3 separate regions of the Mus musculus genome follow, and all the other regions are linked to region 1. The links are chromatin contacts, called in public Micro-C and promoter capture Hi-C maps. All regions are on one chromosome and are shown on one strand. Each heading gives the region's core, a stretch centred on a gene start, on an enhancer-like site or on the middle of the called end of the contact. The rest is flanking DNA. Distances are from core to core; before and after follow the strand shown.

The links. Promoter capture Hi-C pulls out the DNA fragments that hold promoters and counts their contacts. Hi-C and Micro-C count contacts between places; a contact is called where the count stands out from the background.
Region 2: a Micro-C map of the G1E-ER4 cell line shows a contact between it and region 1, with 2.0 times the contacts expected there. The contact joins the enhancer-like site here to the promoter of 2310069B03Rik in region 1. A contact is called at or near these places in 3 of 15 datasets of contacts at CTCF or cohesin (CD8 T cells, embryonic stem cells and stem cell-derived epiblast-like cells), 24 of 484 Hi-C or Micro-C datasets (ECoMG myeloid progenitors, the F1.1 cell line, the G1E-ER4 cell line and 11 more), 9 of 115 datasets of contacts at active chromatin or transcription factors (CD8 T cells, the HPC-7 cell line, acute myeloid leukemia and 3 more) and 1 of 9 other capture datasets (embryonic stem cells).
Region 3: a promoter capture Hi-C map of second pharyngeal arch cranial neural crest shows a contact between it and region 1, with 3 times the contacts expected there. The contact joins the promoter of Sema4f here to the promoter of 2310069B03Rik in region 1. A contact is called at or near these places in 16 of 39 promoter capture datasets (the 3T3-L1 cell line, 3T3-L1-derived adipocytes, the SN4741 cell line and 12 more), 2 of 15 datasets of contacts at CTCF or cohesin (CD8 T cells and the NIH/3T3 cell line), 3 of 115 datasets of contacts at active chromatin or transcription factors (CD8 T cells, embryonic stem cells and pancreatic cancer cells) and 3 of 9 other capture datasets (adipose tissue, liver and macrophages).

Annotation. Positions count from the first base shown.
Region 1 is chr6:82,880,405-82,883,384 of GRCm38.p6, reverse strand. 2310069B03Rik (RIKEN cDNA 2310069B03 gene) reads left to right here and starts at 1,532. Exons shown (of 4, transcript NR_040520.1): 1 at 1,532-1,616; 2 at 2,076-2,148; 3 at 2,929-2,980.
Region 2 is chr6:82,820,641-82,823,620 of GRCm38.p6, reverse strand. No RefSeq gene overlaps it. Among named protein-coding and RNA genes, the nearest start is that of Gm32591, 9.1 kb to the left of the region's middle. Within about 2 kb of position 1,465, at least 120 of the 459 cell types and tissues checked have an H3K27ac peak or open chromatin away from gene starts, as enhancers often do. A contact at or near this core is called in CD8 T cells, the G1E-ER4 cell line, the HPC-7 cell line and 9 more, where this site is marked.
Region 3 is chr6:82,938,387-82,941,366 of GRCm38.p6, reverse strand. Sema4f (sema domain, immunoglobulin domain (Ig), TM domain, and short cytoplasmic domain) reads left to right here and starts at 1,598. Exons shown (of 14, transcript NM_011350.4): 1 at 1,598-1,906. The coding sequence starts at 1,744.

The DNA.
Region 1 (2,980 bases), core at 283-2,782:
CACTTATTGAGCCTTCACTGTATGTAGGCATGATAGACATATCTCATTTAATCTCATAAATGAGTAAGTATCACTTGGTAAGATTCTCTTATCCCATTTTATTATTTTACTTTTTATCGTTGTTGTATAAGAGAAAGTCTCACTCTGGAGCCCAGGCTGGTCTGAAACTCACTATGTAGCCCCAGGTCGAACTTGTAGCAGTCCTCCTGCCTCAACCTCTCAAGTGCTGGGATTTCATAAACAATCTTCTCAAACCCATCTTGTAGATGAAAACTGAGGCAGAGAGAAAGGAAGTGACTCACCCCAAGTCCCCAAACAGTCCACGCCCAGATGTTCAGGTGCAGAGCACATTTCTTTTTTCAGTTCTAAAGGACTGTGTATACTATCTCAATTAAAGGGAGCCACAGAGGCTGTGGCCATAACTCCGCTAGTAGAATGCCTTCATAGCATGTACCGAGCCCTGGTTTACTATCAGGTGCCACGTAAACTGGCAATGGTGGCATGAACCCCTAATTCCACTCTCAAGGTCAGCTCAAGGTCATCCTTGGCTACATAGTGAATTTGAGGCCAGCCTGGGGTACCTGAGACTCTGTCTCACGAAGACTCTGTTATTTCCAGGTGGCAGGTGTGGAGCTAATGCACACAAAGGTAACTTCAAGATGACAAACTAGCGATAGTTGGTGTTAAGACTCCAACTCAGTGCCCTCCGTGAGCCACCACGCGAATGCTGTCCTTTAAATACTTCTGTAATAGCTGCTTAGGTTTGGAAAGAGTTCCTCGCTCACAGTAAGCTGGTAGAGTAACCAGCTATGCTGTGATGACCCACAAGTGATGTCTACTGGTCATTCTGAGCAATGCAGACAGGGCGGAGCAGGCTGTAATGGAAATCTCAAGGACATTGCTGTAGTAGGGGTAGAAAATCTGTTCTGAATGAGCCGCCCCAACTACAAGCTTTGGTGGCGAATGTTACCTTACACTTCTGAATAGCATTTGTGGTGTAGGAGTTCATCAACAGGAAATGTGGCCAGGCTGATGAACTGAGGCAGGAGAACTGCTGGGAGTTCAAGGCCAGTTTGGACTAAATGGAGAGACTGGGTCAGAAGAGGCATAAGGGGGTTCAAAACAAAGAAGAGGAAGAAGGAAGGAGAGGAGAGGAGAGGAGAGGAGAGGAGAGGAGAGGAGAGGAGAGGAGAGGAGAGGACAGGATAGGACAGGACAGGACAGGACAGGAGAGGACAGGAGAGGACAGGAGAGGAGAGGAAGGCAGGGAAGGAGGGAGGATGGGAGAGAGGTGAGAGAGCTAGATTCTGTCTGTTGACAGCTATTGAGCTATCGTTCTTTTCAGAACAAGCATATCTAAAGGGCAAGCATAAATTGGAATATCTGCTACCCTGCTCTGAGTCCTCCCTCCAGGCCCGATGGCCCAGTCGGCTGCATTGAAGGAAGTGCGCATGGCCAACGCGCGAGGGCGCTCGGGGTTGTGAGTAACTTGAGCATCAGAATACTGAGTCAGAAACTTGTGATACAAAGCCTCACTCTTCTAACCTTCACCAGTTTAGGTCCACTGGAAAGGCCACCGGAGCAGGCTCGGTGGGTCCTGCAGACCTGCAGCGCAGGTTGGGCCCTAGGCCAGTGCGGGAGCAGCATTCTTTGCCCAGCGGGTAGGACGCCTTTGCGGGTGGGTTGGGTGTGGGGGACTGTGAGCAGAGGCTGAGTGATCAATAGCCTGCGTGGTTATGAGGCTCTCTCCTCCGCCCTCCTGCCAGCTCCAGGGCCAGTCCTGCGTGCTTCATAAAATTTTATGTAACCTTGCCAACAGCCACTGAGATCTGAGCATGTCCGCCCTCCGTGCTGCCACTCCTGGGGACCACAAGGTCATCTGCTTGGGACCTCCAAGAGTGGGCTACTGTGGCGTTCCCCTGACTGGCTGGCTGGCCCCTTAGTGCAGGCCCCTGGAGAGGCAGAGAAGATGGTTTGGGGTCCTGGTCTTGAGACTTTTTATTTTAGACCAGGCAGTGTTGATTAATTTGCACCCCACCTTTCCTCCTCAGGGTTCTCTGTTTCTCCCTTTAAAGACAGGATAATCGACGGGCATGGTGGCACACACTTTTGGTCCCAGCACTCTGGAGGCTGAAGCTGAGGATCTATGTGAGTTCGAGGCCAGCCTGGTTGGTCTTCAAAATGAGTTTCAGGACAGCCAGGACTACATAGAAACCCTGTCTCGAAAAACAAAAATAAGCAAGCAAGCAAACAAACAAAAATTAGGCTAATCATAGTTAAAAAGATAACAGATTTTGGTGGGAAGGATGTATGAGCAGTGACCAGGGTCAAGAGCAGTTTGCTGCTCTTCCAGAGGACCTAAGTTCATTTCCCAGCACAGCGCCCTCTCCTGGCCTCCTTACACACCTGCCTATGCACACACATAAATAAAAAAAATTGTATAAAATTTATATAAAAATTTAATAAAAATTTTTAAAAGATACCTGATGCTGAAGAGGTGTCCCTAATGGTAAACACTTGCTGCTCTTGTTGAGGGCCAGAGCTAAGTTCCCAGAACTGTATCAAGTGGCTCACAACGGTCCATATATAAGTGATTCTCAACCTTCCTAATGCTACCACCCTTTAACATGGTTCCTCATGGGGGGTGACCTCCAACCATGAAATTATTTTGTTGCTACTTCATAACTGTAATTTTGCTACTGTTATAGCAAATATCTGCGTTTTCTGGTGGTCTGAAGTGACCTTTATGAAAGGGTCATTCAACTCCCCCAAAGGATGGCCTGTGCAACCCACAGGCTGAGAATCACAGCTCTGTGGTACCTAGTAACTAATGCCTGGTTTCTGAAGGTACCTATGTGCATATGTGCATACATGCATGTGAACTTACACACACACAATAGCTAACAGACTTCAATGTGCTCTGTTCAGGAATGCTCATATTCATAAGGCAGAGATGAGCCCCAACTCAAGACGCCGTACA
Region 2 (2,980 bases), core at 216-2,715, 60 kb after region 1:
AGTCACCAGCAGTGGTGAGTTACCAGACATAGATGCTAGACACTCCACACATGCTCCTTTGAATGCTTTTAACCCCAGAGCCATCTCTTCATCCCCAAGGAAGAGTTTGCAAGCCACTCAGTTGCCTCTGCGACACAAAAACAAGCCAAACCTGGGTCCTTTGCTGCTGCATGCTCTCAGTAGGCTCCTGTCTCAGCAGGCATCAGAAGTCTATTTATCTGCTCATTCCCAAGAAACACTCCTTAGGTCCAGATAGAAGGAGAGGAGGCTATTGGGATTTCTGTTTTTCCTTTCTCTGCTGGGATCAGGCTAAGTACCTAGTGCATGCTCGCTGGGTAGGTGCTCTGTGTCCTCGCTAGGTATCCACAGGCATAAGGATGGAGGGTTAAAACTACGCTCCAGGATGTGAAGGCCAGATTGCACGGAGCCCTTCCTTTTCCTGTTGCTTTCAGCAATTCCACTCTTGGTCAGCTGGTGCCACAGAATATGCATGCATGTATGCATGTGTGTGCATGGCTGAGTGTGCATACACGCTTGTATGCATGTGCATGCATTCATGCATGTGTGAGTGTAGGGGAGGGGTGTGAGGTGTTGGAAGGAGGATGATTCAAGAGATCACAGTTTTTAAAAAAGCATTTATTTTAACTGTGTGCATGTGTAGTCATGAAGGCTAAAGACACGGGTCCCACAGGAACTGGAGTAACAGGCTGCTGTGGACCATCTGACATGGCTCTGGAATCAAACCAAGGTCCTCTGCAAGAGCAGTGCCAGCCCAATGACTGGAGCGTTTCTCTCTCTCTCTCTTCCTTCCTTTCTTTTTTTCTTTTCTCACTTTAAAAATTTATTTATTTTTAGGCTGAATGTGGTGACTTACACCTTTAACCCAAGCATTTAGGAGGCAGAGGCAGGAGGATCTCTTTGAGTTAGATGCCAGCCTGGTGTACCTAGGGAGCTTCAGGACAGCCAGGACTACGTAGAGAGACCCTGTCTCAAAATAAAACACACCAGATTACTATCATTTTGGATTATATATGTGGGTATGTGCACATGCATACAGGTGCCAGTGGAGACCAAGGAAGCTGGAAGCTGGCCTTACAGGGGCTTGTGAGCCACCTGATGTGGATGCTGGGAACTGAACTCTAGTCCTTTGGTACATCAGTGAGTGCTGGTAACAATTTTACCACTTTTTAAACACCTTGATGGCTTACAGTTTGGGGCCCAGCAGACCAGTGGACAACAGGTTTCAGAGAAATGAAGAAGGGGTTCTCAGAAACCACCTGAAGAACCAGGGCCCACCCCTCTCTATCTCCCCCACCCCCCATCCCTCAGCCCCTCTCCTCACCCCCCCAACAATGCCCCCCTCCCCCCAGCACCAGGTTCTGCTCCTTTCACTTCCTCCCACAGACAAGCTTCTAGGAGCCTGAGAGACAACTTCCTGTATTGAGTCACTCTGGAGTCCAAGCCCTTTCCAAAAGCCTGGCCCTGAAGTGGGAGGAGAATGCAGAGGCCTCTCCTTGAGGGTCCACAGACCGGAGGGAGCCTCCAGCCCCAGATGATGTAAGGTCCCACAATTGCTTTTGGATGTCCTTGTCTGAATCCCTGGATTAGCTTCTCACTTGCAAACCCTGGGCAAGTGAGAGGCAGCAGCGCCTTCCAAGAGACCTGAAGAGTACACATGTCAGGCTGCACGTAGCAGCTAGGGCAGGGAATAGAGGTGTTGTCATGGCAACTATCAGGGTGTCCTTTCCACTCACAACCTCTAGGTTCCTCTGTTTGTGTTATGGGTCTGAAAGGTATACTCTAGAGCTTTTTTTCTCTCTTCTTCTCATCCCCGGAAACAGCTGAGGAGGAGAAACAGAGACAGAGGTTTGGGAAGAAAACAGCCTCTCTCACACTGGGGCTTCTTGCAGTTGGGTGGAGCGTTTAGCAGTTAGGTGTCTCACCTAGTACCTGGGCTGTTCAGGTGGGAAATTCCTTCCTTCTCAGATCAAGTGGCAGCTGCCCTACTGTCCTCTCTTCTCCTTGCTCCCTCAGATTACATGGTGGGTGGAAACAAGGTCAGATGAAGCAGACAGAATTTATGGTTATTAAGTCTTATTTAGTTTTGCCTAAGTCAGGTAGAAGGGTCTACAGACCCTGGGTCAACAAAGTATCACTGAGAAAGCATCAAGATTGGAAATAAAGGTCCTAGATTTGGGGTCTTATCCTAGTATAGGATGACCACAGACAATGAATCTCTGTTCTTTTGGCTTCCTTTGCCCCTCCAGAAGGTGGGAGGGATGGAATGACTTCCAAGTGTTAGATAATTGTGTGAGGGGCCTGGGGATGTAGCTTAGTTCACAGAGTGCTTGTCTGGCATGCACAAAGCCCCAGCACAGCATGAACTAGGCACAGTGATCTATGCTGCAGCCCAGGAGGCAGAGGCAGGAGGATCAGAAGTTCAAGACCATCCCTGGCCACATAGCCAGTTTGAAGCCAGCCTGGGCCCACCACCACCACCACCAAAGAATTATCTGAAGCATTATGCAAATGTCTAGTTCTCCACCCAGAGTGTTTTATTAATGTCTGAATGGGATATGGAAATCTGTAGTAAGGTAAATGTAAATTCATTTCAGCATGAGAATCTGTTGAAACTCGGGCACTTGGAGAGGAGCCACACCAGAATTATGAATCAGAAGTGGAGATAAAGGCAGGAACAGTTAAGAATTGAACAGCATCTACTGAGCCTGTCATTTGATGGCTCCCAGGCCTTTACAGAGTAAGGCCATTTATCTCACTGTACAGAACCTTTTATCGTACAAAAAAGACCATTAGAGAAACCCTCTTAGGCAGGCGAGACCTCAAAGTGTCCTTTAGACTCAGGAATGGAAGGCTACTCTACCACCCTCTCAGAAACACTGTGCCCTGCCAGCTGCCACTCAGTGCTGCAAGAGCTGGGGTGGAGAGCAGAGTATGGAACGCTTTCTTTTGTTTTAACTTT
Region 3 (2,980 bases), core at 349-2,848, 58 kb before region 1:
TGTATCAAGTTAAATATAATAAGATGGTAAATTTAAATGTGCTATATGGTAACATACAGATTGCATACATAAGCTCATACTACAACCTATACTGTTCATTCCCCCCCCCTTTTTTTTGGTCATTACCACTAAATTCTCTTTCTCAATATGAAAGTGAGGGTTGGTAAAGGGCTTGTTGACATACCTAAGTGGGTAGGAGTTTTAAAAAGCTAAAAACTGCCTGTTTGTAGGAAGTCTGTCAACCCTGCATCTGAGACAGCAAATCCCAATACAGTTCCCAATAGCACACCACTGGGGATGTTAACTTCTGTTTCAGGTCTCCCTCCCAGGATGGCAAGGAGATGATACGGAATCATAAGTGAAACACCTGGTAAGCGCAAGTTCCCTCTGAGACAGGAGGAAGTTACTTCACATGTCAGAGTCCTGCCCTAAACCACAGCTTCTGTAGAAAACCTGGGCACTTGACTCCTTAAAGGCTGCCTAGAAATGAGGTAGTTTTACGTGAAGAACAGGGCCAAGGCACCACTCCAGGTCTACTGCATTGGGTGTATTTCTGTGGAGTCTCCTCTCAAATACACAGTGGTCATTCCTGACTCTGGCCAGCACACTTCCCAGTCTCCTTAGTTCTTTTATTTTATTTATTTTACTTTTTTTTTTAATGTATTCACTATTGTTCTCTTCAGACACACCAGAAAAGGGCATCAGATCCCATTACAGATGATTGTGAGCCACCATGTAGTTGCTGGGAATTGAACTCAGAACCTCTGGAAGAGGAGTCAGTGCTCTTAACCCCTGGACTATCTCTCCAGCCCAATGATTCAAAGTGGGACCGTTAACAATGTCTACTTGATAGAGTCTAGAACCACCCAGAGACAAAACTGGACGAGCTACTGTGAGGGAGTCTCTCGATTTTGTTGAGGTGGGAAGACCCACCCTGACTATGGATGGCACCATACTCTGGGCTAAGCTCTCTTCTTCCTATTGCAGATGCAATGTGACCAGACTTTTCAGTTTTTTGCCACCCTGCTTTTCCATCATGGCAGACTATATCTTCCAACTGTGAACCAAAATAAACCCTTCCTTAAGTTGGACCTTAGCAATGAGAAAAGTAACTAATATATTCATAAGTATATTTGCATTTTAATTTATTTATTGTGTGTATGTGTGTTGGAGGCCATTAGTACCATGGCGTGCATGTGGAAGTCAGAGGACCATCTGAGCAAGTGGATTCTCTGCTTTCCATGTTGTTGGGTCCCGGGGTGGGGGCAGTGGTTAAATCCAACTCAGACTTCAAGTTTAGCAGCTGGCCCCTTATACTCACTGAGCCATCTTACAGGAACAAAAAAAATAAATAAAAATCTGAAAAATCTGGTGCTCTTAGTAGCACAGATATGGATATTTGGGGATTTGGAGCAACTGCTACAAATTCACTGGTGACTCCAGACCTAGGAACGTTTCCATCCTTCTGAGGAAGAAACCCACACCTACACCTGTCCTAGCTCCGCCTACACCTGGGTAGGGCCTCTCTTCCTCGTCCCTCCTCCACTCAATTTTCATTGGTTATAGGAAGAAACCGGTCCTCCATTGGTTCCTTTGTGAGTGGGAGGAGTCGGGTTGTGTTTCATCTCACCGCTGCAGGCCGAGCTCGGCCGAGGGTACCCGAGAGGGGCCGAGGCCCGCGCAGTAGCGGTACTGAGTAGAGGCTGCCCGACGCGCCCCACCCGGCACCAGGCGGAGCCAGAGATGCTGGCCAGGGCCGAGCGGCCCCGCCCGGGCCCCCGGCCGCCTCCGGTCTCTCTCTTCCCGCCGCCGTCGTCGCTGCTGCTGCTGCTGCTGGCGATGCTGAGCGCCCCGGTGTGCGGCCGCGTCCCCCGCTCGGTGCCCAGAACCTCGCTGCCCATCTCCGGTAAGATGCAGGAACCCTTGTCCTCAGCCCTTCGCACGGTACCCTGCCCTTGCCAGCAGGTGCCCACACCCACCTGCCCTGCTAACTCCAGTGACAGCCATCTAAGGCCCCTCTGCACGGTGCACACCCCTGTGGGACCAAAGCTGAGACTTCTACCCTGCATCTTTCTATCTCATCTCATCCCACCCCACCTTACTCCATCCCACCTATCCCACCCCCAACCTGGCCCTGCACCTCAGCTCCCAAGACACAACCAGGGTGCTCCCGAAGCCCCTCTTTTCATTAGGGTGCAGTCCTTTACCCTGTAGACCTGGATACTGAGGCCCATGGAGGGCCTGGGGTTTGCCCAAGGTTGTCCATTTCAGTCCTTTATCCCTGTTGCCCACACATACACCCACACCCATCACTTCATTTCCAAGCTCCTGCTATTCCCTGTCTTCTTGCTCTTTCATTCTAATGGGTCATCCCTAGCCCAGAATTTCCGCCCTTTTAGCTTCATTCCCCCCACCCCCACGTCATCCTTTTAAATGCCCTCCCACCCTCATCCAGACCTGTATCCCTCCTGCCCACTTTCCTTATGGCTGACATCCATCCTCCGCTATCAATTCACTTTAACTTTAATTCCCCGAATGTCCGCTGCTCCCCCTGCCCATTCCCTACTTTGAGTGCTAGAAAACACTTCAATGAGCCCATTCAAAGTTCTTCACACAAAACAAAGGAGGGGCTGGAGAGATGGCTCTGTTGTTAAGAGCATTTGGCGGCTTTCCCAGGAGATCTGAGTTCTGTTCCCAGCACCCATGTCAGTGGCTTACAACCACCTGCAATTCCAGCTCCGAGGGAACAGGATTCTGTGGTTACTTATAGTGCATATATACAGACACTAATATACATACATACATACATACATACATACATACATACACACACACATTATGTTTAAAGAAACATAAAAATTATATATTTAATAAAACAAGATAGGGTTTAGGTTCTTTATGAAGACATGGAAAAAGCATAAATGGTGCTCACAGTTTAAATACTTTTTGCTGATCTGGACATGAGTGTGGCACGGGGCTT